Linked DNA regions of Macaca mulatta: region 1 is linked to region 2. A link is a contact called in public Hi-C data. All regions are on one chromosome and are shown on one strand. Each heading gives the region's core, a stretch centred on a gene start, on an enhancer-like site or on the middle of the called end of the contact. The rest is flanking DNA. Distances are from core to core; before and after follow the strand shown. Region 1 holds the start of LPGAT1 (lysophosphatidylglycerol acyltransferase 1). Region 2 holds the start of NEK2 (NIMA related kinase 2).

Evidence for each region. Hi-C and Micro-C count contacts between places; a contact is called where the count stands out from the background.
Region 1: a contact with region 2 is called in a Hi-C map of cortical neurons, with 4 times the contacts expected there. The contact joins the promoter of LPGAT1 here to the promoter of NEK2 in region 2. A contact is called at or near these places in 2 of 14 Hi-C or Micro-C datasets (blood and cortical neurons).

The regions. Positions count from the first base shown.
Region 1 is chr1:69,571,152-69,574,415 of T2T-MMU8v2.0, forward strand. It overlaps LPGAT1 (lysophosphatidylglycerol acyltransferase 1), which reads right to left and starts at 1,694. Exons shown (of 11, transcript XR_013394961.1): 1 at 1,495-1,694; 2 at 1,105-1,252; 3 at 1-241.
Region 2 is chr1:69,413,093-69,415,965 of T2T-MMU8v2.0, forward strand. It overlaps NEK2 (NIMA related kinase 2), which reads right to left and starts at 1,327. Exons shown (of 8, transcript NM_001258137.1): 1 at 1,199-1,327; 2 at 142-359. The coding sequence starts at 1,294.

The DNA of each region.
Region 1 (3,264 bases), core at 444-2,943, 160 kb after region 2:
AGGAAGCCACCATTCCTAAAAGCCATTTATACATGATTCCTTCGATATACCAGAACCGCTTACTGTCCAGCACTCGAAGGGGCTGGAGTATAATTACATAGCAGATGTAGGATGGAATAGCAACCAGGTTGTTGGCGACCATGAAGGCAAACCTCATCAGTGCTTTCACCAAGAGCCAGCCCAGCCACGGAGCTTCTTCCAAAGTCATAGCCATTCTCACATTGGACTCCGTCCTGTCTTTCTGGGGTGAAAGAAAATTAACTTAAAAAGGAAAATGCATGAAACATATCTAAACAGTCACCAACATAGAAATTGCCCCCAGCACAAAATAAAAAAGCGAGGGTCGAAGCTTTCCGGGTGTAGGACCTCGGTGATCTCTCAGGGGAAATTCCAGAGGGGGACAGAGAGCTAGGGAGGAGGAGCCGCACAAGGTCAAGGGAGCTGTTCACCGAGGCACGGAGTATGTCACAATATATTTAGCAAATGATAACACAATTCCCATTCAGTAATTGGTGACCGTCCCCGCACTGTGTCTCACTGCAGTCGTCTATTGGACTTAGAAAAATAGATCCATTCGCTTCAGACACCCTCATGATATCCAAACTGAAGACATGAGGGACATGACTGAAACAGAGTCCTCTCGATCAGATTTCCCAAATACTGAGGACCTCGGTCTCCTCACCACCACAATTCCTGCACACTGATGCAGTCCTTTAAAAGGTCTCTGGCTCTAGCGAAGAGTTACCCTCAAAATTCTCATTTGTAGCAAAAGGGTTTTTCTTTTCCTTTTTTTTTTAAAGAAAAAAATGGGGGGCCTAGAAAAAAAAGCTTAAAAGGTGAGAGGAAGAAAGTAGGGGGTTATAAGGCGAAAAAGAGGAAGGACAGGAGTAGGGGGAGGGGAGCAAAAGCCAGAAAGAGGTAAAAGCCAAGGAACTGGGGATGAAGGGAATGAGATCTCCGACCAGAGGGCAGGGAAGCGAGGGATGATGAAAGGAGCAAAGAAGAAGAGGCGACCGCAGCGCGGGGGGGCCGGTGGAGCCTGCAGCGGTTTCCGCGGATGTGGAAGGGTCGTGGCGGCGGGCGCGGCCCGCGCGCTGGGCTCACCTCGGCGGGCGCGGACGGCGGGCGGCTGCGGAGCGCGGGGGCGGGTGTCCCCCGCCGAGGGGTCGCGGTCATGGACGCGGCGGCGACCCAGGCGGCCCGAGGAGCGGCGCGAGCGGGCGCGCCGGCGCCCTACTCCCCTCGCGACTGCCTGCGGACAGAGGGACGGCGGGGACTCAGAGGCCGGACCTGTCACCGGGGCGGGTCCCAGGGAGGCGGGCGGATGCCCCGCGCCCCCGCCTCCTCCCCGGGGCCTACCGCGCCCTCGTCCCTCAGGCCGCTGCCGCTTGCCCGGGCCACGCGACGGCGACACCCCCTTTCCCGCCCCCAGCGCCTCCCCTGGTTCGGCTTCGCTGCCGCTCCGGGGCCTGCGGCCGCCGAGCCGGGGGTTACCTCGGGCTGGCCGGGCCCCGGCCGGGGCTTTGGGAGTCAGAGGAGCCGGAAGAATGCATGGCCGGCGGCGGAGCCGGCGGAAGAAGGCGGCGGCGGGGCCCTGCCCCGCTCCGGCTGTGGCGCGGCCCGCGCCCGTTCCCCGGTGGCGCCGAGACTCGGTTCCCAAGGGCCCGGCCGCGTTCGCCGGGACTGGCGGGGAGGGGCGGCGGGAGGAAGCGGCGGGAGTCGGGACTGCGGCGGAGCCGCCCCCACAGCGCCCTCTAAGGAAAGCGCGGCCGCAGCTGCCTGGCCCGCTTGCCTCGCTTGGCCCGCGCCCCCTACCCCTTCGCCAGGGAGTCGGGGCCCTCGGGGCTACCTGGACGCTCGGCCAGGACCTCAATGAGTCCAGAACATACTGAGGGAAAGGGCCGCTCGGAAATGTCTAGGAATGAACACCCATCCTCACACCCCGGGAGTGCCTTGGTTTCAGTTGAGAGCCCCCTTTCAGCCAACACGGCCGCCTTTCATTGTTAGGGCTCTCTTCTCTGCCCAAACTAGGAACCTGTCTCCTTGAAGACTAAATGTCCTCTTGATCATTCTTAATGAAACCCAGTTGCACTCATGGCTTTTCTTCTTAACCTCTGCGGAGTATTATTGTCTAGAGTTTCAAATTCATTCTTTTTAGGGTCAAAAGTCTTGTTTCAGGAAAGCAGCTGGAACATTAATGGCAATTCCGCTTTCCCATTCATCGCCCCCGCCCCCACCACCCCACCAAGAAATTCAGTGGGAATGAATGGCCTACACAGAGAAACTGAAATCTGGCTAGTCAAGAAGGAAAAAACAGCCAAGTGCCTAGGTTTAAGTAAGTACTCACCCGCCCCCCGCCCCACCAATAAAAAGAAAAACCTAAACCACAAAAAACGGTGGCCATGGGAACTCCTAGGCAGACCCCGTCACTTGGGATACTACAGCTGCATTCTGGTTCAAAGGCTGGACCACCTGAAAGAAAATAGAGAAATAGTCCATTGACCTACCCATGAACATTCTTAAATGATCTGCCTAGATTTCAGTTTTTAAAAACCCTGTTTATAAAACCTTGTGTCCCTTAAGCACATTTGTAAATGGAGGGGGTAGGGGCAGGCAGATTTTACACTCCTTAGGGAACTGCCATATTTGAATCAGAATGCCACGTATTCTGCCTGCTTTGAAAATGTTCATCACAGGGTTTGCTGTGGACTCTCAACTTTCTCTAATTTCAGTTCCGGAAAGATACGCCCCATTCTATTCCTTACATTCTCTATTGACAAGGTAGTAAGATCTTTAAATAAATCTCATGAGAGAGATAATATATATACTTTATTGTTCAAAATATGTCATTCTTAAGTAAGATAGGTGAGGCACATATTTATTTCCAGAATCAAGAATAAACTCTAAGGATTCCATCTGGTCCATCCCATTCAGTTTTCCAACATGCTGCATAAACGTTGGCTGACACCTGGAGAGAGATAACCTACAATGGGATTTACACGTGATTCCTGGATCAGGGACCATCTGCCAGAGGACCAGACACAAGCAGCACTTGATGAAATGCAATTAGTACCAGGCCCAGAACTCATTTTCAGGCTCAGAAAAGAGCCAGAGGTTGGGCAGGACCTCTGGCTCTTTAGTGTACAAAAACAACACTTGAAGTGTCTACCAAAGAGACAGATTCTTAGGCATCATACCAGAACATTTTAATAATCCAGGTCCACTGGACCTGAGAACCTGCTTTTTGAAAAGCATCATAGGTGA
Region 2 (2,873 bases), core at 77-2,576:
ACCGGGAATTTTCTAAAGTACTATGGACCTACCAAACAAATGCAAGTATACTCTTCCATATTACTGATCCTAAAACAAGATGCTTAAAATAAATGAAAGTAGACCTAATTTCAGCTTACATTTTTAAAAGATTATGCTTACCTTTCCTTGGTTCCCTTTGTAATTACACTAGCCAGATCCCCTCCTTCACAATATTCCATTACAATGTACAGTGTTGTGTTGGTCCGGTCAATAATTCGATCATAGTAACGAACGATGTTTGGATGTTTCAGTTCACGAAGCAAATTCACTTCAGAAACAAGCATCTGTTTCTCAGTTTCTGTCATGGAGCCATAGTCAAGTTCTTTCCAAACTAATATCTAAAATAAGAATTTCCAAGGTATGAATGAACTCATTACGCTCAAAAACAAAGAATGAAAGTTCCAAGATTTAAAAAATAACCTTCCTTTTAATTATATCCTACAATCAAGGTCATTATCTAATTTAGTTCAATGAACTTAAGGAACTGTGAGTTTACTTCCATAATCTTCTTTCAATTTCTAAGCAGTAAATGATATTGTAGGGAGATAAAGGGGAATAAGGCACATGAGGTCTCCCCCAACCCCTACCCTCAGTTGGTTAGTGGGAAGTTGGCAAAAAGGTACTTTAGTCAAAATTGGGGTGGAGGTGGTCAAAGTCCCTGCCCCATTCCACCTCAGTCGTGTTTTCCCAGGATGAGACACCTTGGAAAAGCAGCCAGGCAGTTTCCTGTCCAATATTACTTTCTGTAAAAGGTCTACCTGTATACATTGGGAAATATGAATCCAATAATCCGAATAATGGGTATTTTGAGGGAGTCTGACTGCAGATACAAAGCTTCGGGTTCTGGTGGTCCTGCCCCTTTCTTGTGTCTGAGAGGGCCACTCTTAGAGCTCTAAAAACAGCTCAGGAGTTAGCTACGTGTCACCAATGGAAGGTCCTTAGCAACCCAAAGCAGAAGAGAGAAATGGGGAGAGAAACGGGAAAAGATGGAAATACATATATCAAAAGACGCGGTCTCCCATCCTTTAAGCGACCCAGGACAGGCTGTCAGATGCAGACTCAGTAAAGACGGCTGAGTCTTCCGGGCACCCACTTCCCCAGCCCTCTCGGTTCCCTTCGGTGGCGCAGGGCGCTCGCCCCTAAGCAGAGGCTGGCACAGGGAAGGGACCACGCTCACCTTGCCGTCACTCTTCCTCCGGATCTTCTGGCAGCGGCCATAGGAGCCTGTGCCAATGGTGTATAACACTTCATAGTCCTCAGCCCGGGACGGCATGGCCGGCCAGCCGCCAGAGTCGCGCTGCCTCACGCAGGTTGCGCCCCCAAATGCGGAGCTCCAGGGACCGGGACCGGGAGCTTCAGGGACCAGCACGGAGAAGCCCCCGAGCAGCGCTAACCAGTCACCCTTGCCTTCGGCCCCGTTTAACTGTCGCGGGCCCTGATCTCGCAGTCTATTGGCAGGCGGTGGGCCCGCTTCGCCTCTCTGATTGGCTAAGAAGAACACAACAATACCCTAGGCATCTTGGGAAAAGTGTCACTAGGCAACCGCGTCGGCGTCTGCTTTTAACCTGTGGGAGCAGAGGGCGGAGCTAAACCAAAGGGAGGGCGGGAGAAAGGAAGCGGCAGCAGGCGCCTCTTGGCAACTCTAACCCTCTGGTAGAGATCGCCAAGGTAACCGAGATCGAAGGACCTCCCCTCAGGCTTCTTTGCACACAGCTTCCACCAAATGCCTTCTGACCTTTGCACTCTGGCCCCTCACACTACCTACTCTCCCCAGAACACGCCTTCCTCGCTCAGGTTCCAGTACCCTGAACCTGGGTGGGGTCACGTTGAGGACACGCTGAGAGCTGAATACAAATTAGAAATTAGACTGGGCGCCGTGACTCACCCTCGCCCGTAACCCTAGCACTTTGGGAAGCCGAGGTGGGTGGAACGCTTGAGCCCAGGAGTTCAGACCAGCCTGGGCAATATAGCAAACCTCGTCTCTACTGAAAATACGAAAATTAGGCCGGGCGCTGTGGCTCACGCCTATAATCCTAGCACTTTGGGAGGCCGAGGCAGGCGGATTGGGATTGCTTGAGGCCAAGAGTTCAAGACCAGCCTGGCCAACATGGCGAAACCCCGTCTCTACTAAAAATGAAGAAAAAAAAAATTAACCGAGCATGGGGGTGCATGTCTGTAATCCCAGCTTCTTGGGTGGCTGAGTCATGAGGAACTGCTTGAACCCGGGAGGCAGAGGTTACAGTGAGCAGAGATTGTGCCACTGCACTCCAGCCTGAGTGACACAGTGAGACCCAGTCTCCAAAAAAAAAAAAAGAAGAAGAAGAAATACAGTCGCTCTCTGACCAAGCACTTTACACATCTTGTCCCGTTTATGTGTGCCAAACACATAATTCACCCTATTGACAATACTTCATTGAACACAGATTCTTTTTTAGGCACCCACACAAACCAACTTTCCCAGCTTACGCAGCCAAATGAACAGTCCCATGTTTACCAGGGAAGGAGCACCTAGAGGCCTCCATCCAGGGCTTGTTGGAGAAATACGTACATTACCAGAAAGCTAATAATTTGGCAATGCATAAACAGGCCAGTTTTCTTTAAATATCTATTTGGCATAGGATTAAAAGAAACCTGATTTTTTTTTTTTTTTTTTTTTTTTTTTTTGTTTTGAGACGGAGTCTCGCTCTGTCACCCAGGCTGGAGTGCAGTGGCCGGATCTCAGCTCACTGCAAGCCCCGCCTCCCAGGTTCACGCCATTCTCCTGCCTCAGCCTCCCGAGTAGCTGGGACTACAGGCGCCCGCCACCTCGCCCGGCTAGTTTTTTGTATTTCTTAATAGAGACGAGGTTTCAC